2 separate regions of the Mus musculus genome follow, and region 2 is linked to region 1. A link is a contact called in public promoter capture Hi-C data. All regions are on one chromosome and are shown on one strand. Each heading gives the region's core, a stretch centred on a gene start, on an enhancer-like site or on the middle of the called end of the contact. The rest is flanking DNA. Distances are from core to core; before and after follow the strand shown.

Evidence for each region. Promoter capture Hi-C pulls out the DNA fragments that hold promoters and counts their contacts.
Region 2: a promoter capture Hi-C map of liver shows a contact between it and region 1, with 3 times the contacts expected there. The contact joins the promoter of Dcaf4 here to the enhancer-like site in region 1. A contact is called at or near these places in 3 of 39 promoter capture datasets (hippocampal neurons and liver), 1 of 115 datasets of contacts at active chromatin or transcription factors (astrocytes) and 1 of 9 other capture datasets (liver).

What each region holds. Positions count from the first base shown.
Region 1 is chr12:82,468,720-82,472,812 of GRCm38.p6, reverse strand. No RefSeq gene overlaps it. Among named protein-coding and RNA genes, the nearest start is that of Gm30966, 6.0 kb to the left of the region's middle. Within about 2 kb of position 2,007, at least 295 of the 459 cell types and tissues checked have an H3K27ac peak or open chromatin away from gene starts, as enhancers often do. A contact at or near this core is called in astrocytes, hippocampal neurons and liver, where this site is marked.
Region 2 is chr12:83,517,163-83,521,761 of GRCm38.p6, reverse strand. It overlaps Dcaf4 (DDB1 and CUL4 associated factor 4), which reads right to left and starts at 1,296. Exons shown (of 14, transcript NM_030246.2): 1 at 1,145-1,296.

The sequences.
Region 1 (4,093 bases), core at 758-3,257:
TGCCTGCATGGTTACCATTCAGAAGAAACAATGTCTCACTTTAAGCACTACAGAGCAGTCGTTCTTAACCTGTGAGCCGCGACCCCTCTAAGCCGAAGGACCCTTTTAGAGGGGCCATCTAAGACCATCCACATGTCAGCTATTTATATTACCATTCATAACCGTAGGAAAATTACAGTTATAGAGTAGCAACAAAAGTAATTTCACGATCTGGGTCACCATATCCTGAGGAACTGTGCTGTATTAAAGGGGTGCGGTGTTAGGAAGGTTGAGGATCTAGACTTTTACATATATACACAGAAGAATCTGAATTACTCAGAATTTCAGAAACGTCCCTCAGCTGCTGTCTATAACTGCTGTGCACATCACAGAATCAGAACCATGAATTGGGGAGGAAGCACGCTAGCCAGTGTCATTTAGCATGACTGGGAAGTAACTCCATTCTGCACAGAGCCAGTGCTTGGATGCTGAGTGGTACTTGATAAGTTAATTTGTCTCATCTCAGCCATGGGCACTCACACCGAACACTCAAACCCTTCTTACATTAGTGATGTCTGTCTCCAATGTAGGCAGCTCACAGCTCTTAATCTATGAAGCCACTGTCATGGCCTCTTTCTTTGTAAAAACAGAAAACAGCAGCATTACTGCAAAGCCTGGCGGGCGGCAGTGGACAGGTTATCAGTTCAGAGTAACAAGAGATGCTATGTGGACACTGGGAATGTGCCCTGGGTTTCAGAGACACCTGGTGTCTCCTTTCACACCTTATGCCCATGGGTGATCCTTGGGTAGGCGCTGTAAAGAGTGGTGTCCCTCCTGCCCAGGCTGAGTGGCCTCCATGAGCCTGTGCTAGGCCAGGCATGGAGAAATAAGAAGGTATGAGAATGGCCCAAGCTCAGAAGGGAGACAGACCTTTTCAGGTTCCTACAATGGTCACAGCACTTGGGGGGCTGGGGAGGTGACCCTTGAACATCTAATAAGTGAGCAGGGGACTTCAGGCTGGGCATCTCCTTTCAGACCCCCCAGCTCCTATGTCGGAGCAGGAGGGCAGGAGACCATTTGGGTAGCTACCGAAATTGGACTCTCCTTTCAGCTTAGCCACACTAGGCTGGGTCTGGAGCATGAAGGGAGGGAAACAACGAGACATTTCTTATGCCCATTTTATTCATTATAGCAAGGATCTATGTAGGCATATATTTTTCACAACCTACTTTAATAAGAGTTCGACTTCCCCTCTAGCAGAGGTAGTGGAAAAGAAAGGTTATTAGGATAGGGGTGAAGTGGACCTCTTTAGAAATAGTTCTTTGGGGGCGATTCCCATCTTCATTGTTTTCTGTCAACTAGCAAACACCAAACATAAATCAGCAACTGCAGTCCAGTCCAGTTGGCAGGCAACACACCGGGAACAGCAAAGGCAGTTCACTCCAGGGGATAAGGTGAGGTTTGCCAATCGGCCAAGTCCAGTGACCAGAAGTCGCAGGACTCTCACAAGAAGTTATTTTGGTGGGTTTCTCTCTATGAGGTCACTACAAGCGAACTTCAGCAATGCAATGGAAGGTGAACCAATCTATGCGTGTCATCAGCGAAGGCTTGCAAGGCAGTGGAGGCAAAGCAGCTGGCGCTCCCACTCTCTGTGGGGCCATATTTATATTCTTTCTAAACATTGGGCATCCTTTCACCTGTTTGCTATAGCAAAACATCCTCTCACCTGTGTCTCCTTCATCAAAACATTCTCTCACGTGTCTGCTTTAGCAAGACATCCTTTCCCCTGATTGTCCCAGCAAAACATTATAACCCAAGTCTTCAAAGAAACCAGAAATTTCCACTTTAGATCTACTACATACATGTAATGAATCCTGATGCCTGACCCTTTTCTCTCCCCCTCGTTGGTTTTTCTTGTTTGATTTGTCTTGCGTTTTAAACAAGATCTCCTCCTCTGTAGCCCAGGCTGAACACAGCCTTAACCAGATCCCTCCTGTTGCAGCCTGAGTGCGGGAATTACAAGCATGCGCTGACGTCACCCCTGCTTTCCTCCAATCATGGAGAACCGCATCAGCGGCTTCATCGACATCAGCGTTTGATGCCGCTGGACCGCCTTTAAAGGAAGGGGTAGTATGTGTTTCTGCACCTCAAAGCCTAGCAGTCTATCTAAGATCACTCTATGCTTTCTGACTTCCCTGCCCCATAATTCCCAGGGGCAGCTTTCCAACGGCTTCCCTCCGCAGTGATGTTGAGGTTTACAAAAGCTGGAAGTGCCTTCCGGGGGGTGGGGGTGGGGGGAGGAATCTCCACAGAGATTCTTTCCTTCTTGCCCTGGAGCAGAAATAACCTATCACCCCCACCCCCACCCCCACTCCCTCCCCGCCACGACTCCCTTCCCTCCTCCCCGGTTCACACAGCAAGACCTCTTTTTTCTCCGCCCTCTAGAGTTTCCACCACCAAAAAAAATATTTTTTTTTAAAAAAGATGCAGTACTGAAGGGGTCAGTTTGGCCAGTCCCACTCCTTAGCGCAGACTCTGATGGGGCTATGGTACTTCTTGAAACTGAAAGCGGGAGAGACGCCTGCTTGTAGCCATTAAGGAAACAGCCCAACTGGCTTGGATGCCGGCCCAAACACAGACAGCAGAGGACGCTCACAGCATGCTGTTAAGCCTGCACGGGTGCAAGTTGGTGCTGGGGGACGTTCTGGCTCCGGAAAGTTCAGTACTAAAGTGAATGGCTACACACATACCCATGGCATCTTCTCTCCTTGGCCCCTCTGTGATTTTCTCCTAAACTCACAACCTACATCGCTATCACATGCCACCTTTTGTGTTCCTGACAAGCAGCCTGGAAGCTGGGGACATGAACTTCGTTTCTAATTTTGTAGAGATCTTTCCTCCTATGAAACTTCTCTCCCTCCTCCTTCTGAACTTTGAACTGTAAAACTGTCAGAAGAGCATGGGGTGGGGGGGGGGGAATTCCGCTGGGAGCGGAAGTCTCTGAGCAGCAGGTTTTGGTAATGAGGCTACTCACCTCTTTAGTGAGCTATCTAAAGAGACCTTGATTTTGGTTTTGGCTGGTGTAGAGGGGAGTCATTTAAGTAAATCTAATTGACTCTTTCTTCTCCACCCACCCACCAAAGGAAAGAGGGTGACCCCAACTCATGCCTCAGTGAAGCCCGTGAGTTACCGTCCTTTGCTGGTTCAGCCCACACAGAGGAACTGCTATGGGTCCCACGAATACTGCACATTCACTCTCAGAGCATCACAGAGTCTCTGCCCCAGGTTTAACGGGATGCTAGAGATCTCAGCAGCTTGCTGAGGTGGAGAGACCCACCCTGGATAATGTTCATCAAGGGATTCCAGGTCTGTCTCTGCCTTGTCCCTCCCAACAAAGCCTGGACTAAAGGAATGGGGAAAATAAATGGTGTGAGGGGGCAGGCACAACCTTGAAGAAATGTATAGTCTGGACTAAAGCCTCAGAACCAGCTGACACTCCCAGAGCTGCGGCATCCAATTTGAAAACAACGGGGATAGTCTATTGGGTGGCCACAGGTCTTGTCCGCAGCTTATCAGCACAATGGGGGCCTCACTGAGACATATGACACTCCTGGAGGGATAGTGGCTATTGTGAAGGCTAACCCGGCATTAAAACTCTTCAACAGATGAAAACAACCGGTGAAAAGATGAAAATTGACCTGAGACAATGACAAGTCTCATTCCAACCCTAAGAAAAATGTCCTAGTATTGGATGCCTGTGAACTCAGGCCGACGCAGCCTTGAGCTATGTCAGGTGATCAAAAACAACATTCTAGCCTTAAGTGATAAGAATCTTATCAAACCCATAACCAAGCAGCAACATTGTGTTCATTTCGGCTCTTGGAACAGAATCCAGGTAAAGGTTGTAACTGAGAAGCTACTGAGACGAGAGGCCAAGCAGGTGCCATCCAGTGAGAAGCTGGAACGCGCTTAGTGCTGGAGGAAGCATCAAGGAGGAAGAAGCCATCTCTAAAGAGAAAGAGAAGGGTTTTCCTCGGGGTCCTGGGGACAAGGTCCGGCACAGAAGGCTAGAGGTCTGGTGAGTGCAGAGATTTAGAATCCAACTGAAATGAGT
Region 2 (4,599 bases), core at 47-2,546, 1.0 Mb before region 1:
TGGATTTCCAGGTCGTGGGATTTTTGTCTTCTCCGAGTAGCTGACTTGGAGTTGTTAGTTGTTTTGTTTTATGTTTTTCTTCTTACTGCCTTGCTCCACACACAAGGCTGTGTCTGGTCATCCAAGGTGGAGGGAGTTGTGGCGCTCCCCAAAGTCACTAGAACTGGTGTGGAAAGGCTTCGTTTCTCACTAACACCCATCTTACTGTGGCAGGGAATGGAGGCTGGTCCACATCTGGGCTTCCTAACTTTTCCAAATACCAGCCTGCACACAACCTCAGGCAAGCCACCACGTAACCTCTCTTTCTGTGTCTTATAAAGATACCGCTAGGGTTGGAGAGATAGCTCAGCAGTTAAGAGCACTTGCTGTTCTTCAGAGTTCAGGAGCTCACAACGTCTCAAATTACAGTTTCAGGAGTTTGACACATTTGGGTCTCTTGGATCTTCCACAGACACATGTAAGCACACACACCCACATACACAATTAAAAATAAAAGCTCTTTTAAAAGGTGTGTGTGTGTAGATGTCTTAGTGGTTAAGAAAGCTGAGGACCCAGGTTCAAATCCTAGCACCCCGCAGGGCGGCTCACGATCATCCAGCTGGAGGAGATCTCACTGATCTCTTCTGGCCTCCCTGAACACCAGGCTTGTTCGAAGTACACTCATGTATGCACGCCAAATATCCACATACATAAAAGAAGCCTTTAAAAAAAAAAAAAGCAAAATCCCAGCACTTGGGAGGCAGAAGGCGGATTTCTGAGTTCAAGGCCAGCAGCCTGGTCTACAGAGTGAGTTCCAGGACAGCCACGGCTACACAGAGAAACCCTGCCTCGAAAAACCAAAAAACAAAAAAACCAAAAACATAAACTTCCAAAATTTATACCATAAAGTACTATTGGCCTCCTGGCCTCGTGTTTCTTCACAGCCCAAATTTCAACAGAGGCAGAGGTCTACTGCAGGCTGGACTCTGCAAGGGGATCCTGGGGACGCCGCAGGACTCGCCAGGTCCTGGCCCACGCCCACTCCGGCCTTGTATGGCACGCTCACTCCTCCTGCCTTCAGCCTTGCCTTCTCTGTCCTCTGCGTGGGTACAGCGGCACCCTCCGTCGGCGCCCAGATGCACGCCACGCATGGGAACAGCCTTACCTGCACAGATGGTCCTCTCAGCTACGACACTTCTGGGCTGGAGCACCCAGGGGCGTGCAAAGATCCGGAAAGACCCTCATGTTGTGTTGTCGCACCCCATAGGACTAAAGCGGCCGGTTCTTTCTTCTCATTGAATTAGGCTTCTGCCTGTCCATGTCAGTAGGGGCGGTCTTTACGGAGGGCGGGACTTAGGATTTCCGCCTTGTCCTGGTCGAGCGTGCCCGGGCTTGGCACGCTTAGGGGCGGGGTCTGATGCGCTTTGGGGCGGGGCTAGAGATTGCTACCGCCTCCTCAGAGTCCCTGGTACTCTCTTGACAGTGAGTCTTCCTTCTTACTGCGGATCATATCCCGAGAAATTTCTCTCGGCTTGGAGCTGGTACACAGGCCCGAGTTAACACTGATATGTGAGAGAGGGAAGATGATTGTTTTGTGGAAAGAGCAAAGGAGACTCTGAGGAGGAAAGCGAAAAAGACTTTGGGACGCAGTTGCCGGTGCCGGGAGGCTCCTTGAATCTAGGTCAGGTTGTTTCCTCCTTGCTATGTGACCTAAGGTGTGCTTATCACTTCTCTGGGCCTTAATTTCTTCCACTGTAACAAGAAAGTTGAACAAATATTGTCAATGATCTCCAGCCCAAAGTTTGTACAGGTAATATTTCTAGAATGGTACACGTGTGCCTTGGTCAGAAAACCACCCCAGAGTACCACTGCAAAGAAGACGGAGTTTGTAACAGGTCAGAAGTGATAGTAGTGAGAGCAGAATGGGTTCAAATAGGTCAGGCTAAGTGGGGACCACCAACAGCCTTGATCTTAATTGCATTTGGAGAACAGAATCCCTTCCTGAGATTCATTGTGTGCGGTGCTCGCCCAGGCTCCTGATGCTGGACCGCTAGAAGCTAGCTATTAGTGATCATAGATGTGGGCCTATGAAAACACTTCAGCCTGTAGCAAGTTTACAGACGTGTGCAGGGATATGCAGAGTGCTAGGTTCTGAGGGAAACGAGAGAAGTGAGCACTACTGCTTCCCGGAGCTTGAACTGCCAGAAAAGGACAAAGCAGACTTCAAAGAAGATGTGGCTGGAAGCCTGTTTCAGCTACTGGTTGGACTGGCTGTGAGGACCTTGGAATCTTTAGCAAAGTGGTTGAGGCTGGAGAACAGCCTCAGAGGCATGGAAAACCATGGGACCTCAGAGACTGGAGCCTTGTTGGGTAAAGCTGTGGGCAGATGGGAGACATAACAATAGGAGAATCTCTGACCTGAATTCTGGGAGGAGGAAGGCAGGATTTGTAAACTGAAGCCTTGAGGACCCTGGAGGACTGAGGAGGAGGGGGGAGGAGGAGGCGGCCATGGGAGGCTTGTGAAGGATTGGCAAACAGGCAGCTGACTGACCCCATTGACAGGATTCACTGAATTCCCACCATGGGAACTGGGTGGACACCAGTTTTGCCTTGGAAACCTGTAATATACACTCACTTCACAAAGGAACCATGGTCAGAAGCAAGTCAAGCGGCATGGCCCGACTCTGTTTTCTCTCAGGTAAAGTGAGGGTAGAAAGTAATGCTGAAAAAGGAAGTCCTGAAGAGTAAAGGCTATGTATGACCCCAAATCAGGTGCTTGGCTTATGGCTTCCAGTGACTAAGCAGCCAGAGTTACAAATTTAACTCGGTGTCTAGATAGTGTATAATATCCAGAGGTGAAAGGAAGCCACACACACACACCACCACCACCACCACCACCACCAATTCAAAATAAAATGAAAAACAAAACAGCACTTGGAAGGCAGAGGCAGGTGGATTTCTGAGTTCAAGGCCAGCCTGGTCTACAAAGTGAGTTCCAGGACAGCCAGGGCTATAGGGCTGTACAGAGAAACCCTGTCTCCAAAAATAAATAAATAAATAAATAAACCAAAACAAAAACGAAAACCAAAGCTTGCATCCAGGTCTTGGAGAGTTGGCTCAGTATTTAAGAGCACTGGCTACTCTTCCAGATGACTGAAGTCTCAGGACCCACATGGCAGCTCAAAGTATGACAGGTCAGGCAGAAATGAAAATAAAGTTTCTCTTTAGAGAAACTTGTGTCTCTCCTATCAAACTGTTGAAACAATGGATCCCAAAGAAATGAGAATTTCCCCTTAGGAATCTCATGCAGGGAGAAAGAGCAGGCACCAGCTAGAGGGGACTCTCAAGAACTTGTCAGACCACCTTACAGGTCAGGCAGGGAGAGAGAGAGAGAGGAAGAGGATGAGTCTATAGCAAAGACCACAGCTGTTATCTTTTTTAAAATAATTTATTTATTTATTACATGTGAGTACACTGTAGCTGTCTTCAGACACTCCAGAAGAGGGCACCAGATCTCATTACGGATGATTGTGAGCCACCATGTGGCTGCTGGGATTTGAACTCAGGACCTTCGGAAGAGCAGTCAGTGCTCTTAACTGCTGAGCCATCTCTCCAGCCCCACAGCTGTTATCTTAAAGGGAACAAGAGTTAGAGGAATCATTTATAGTTTATTCAGGAGCCATTGTGAAAGACCGTGGCCCAGGAACACAGATTTAGGTTACCCTCAGTTCCATGTTCCAACATGGAAGCAGTTTAATGAAGTTTCTATAGTTTTACATAACAAAGAAAATCAAAAGTCAAGGCAAGTTAAATCAGAGAGGCAGGCACAGAGAGGTACAGCGAAATGAGGGAGGCTTTTCTATAGACCCAAGATGCTCTCTGAGTTGTTGGGTTGGTGGAAGCTAATGGTCGGTTGAGTTAATAGCTTCTTAAAGGTTTTTATCTATTAGTCACAGGATGTTAGTTTTAATGCAGAGAACGGTTGTTCCAGAGGGCTAGAACTAGCCCAAGATAAGGTAGTTAGCCTCTAGATCTGCAACATTCCAGTCTCTCCACAGGTCTGAAACACAAATGAACTTATCAGTCTCTGCAGACACAGCTTCTTTTCAGGATTTCTTCCATTCCCTGGTCAATGATGGGCAGTGCCACACCCTGATGGACTGACTGCTTAGTGTACATAGCTTTGGCCCTCTGTTTAAACTTTGATCTCACTTCAGTACCCAGAAGACAGACTTGTCCCTCTTTGCTAAGCATCACGTTGAAAACAAAACAAAACAAAACAAAACACCTTTTCCACTTTCCACTTTTAAGTTCGTCTCTTAATTGGCTTATTGAGGTCCAGTGGGAGTGGCTGTAGCTGACTTGTGGGTGTGAGTTGCCAACCCAAGTTGGAAAACAACAGCCATCTGTAATTGCTGTTCCCGGAATTTGGTGTCCTCTTCTGACCTCCAAGGGTACCAGGCATGCAGATAGTGCACAGACATACATGCAAGGCAAAACATCTATAAAATAAAATATAAAAATAAAAAATTTAAAAGCTTATTTCCAGTTGGGTGGTGGTGGCTCACACCTTTAAATCTGGCACTTGGGAAGGCAGAGGCAGGTGGATCTTTGTGAGTT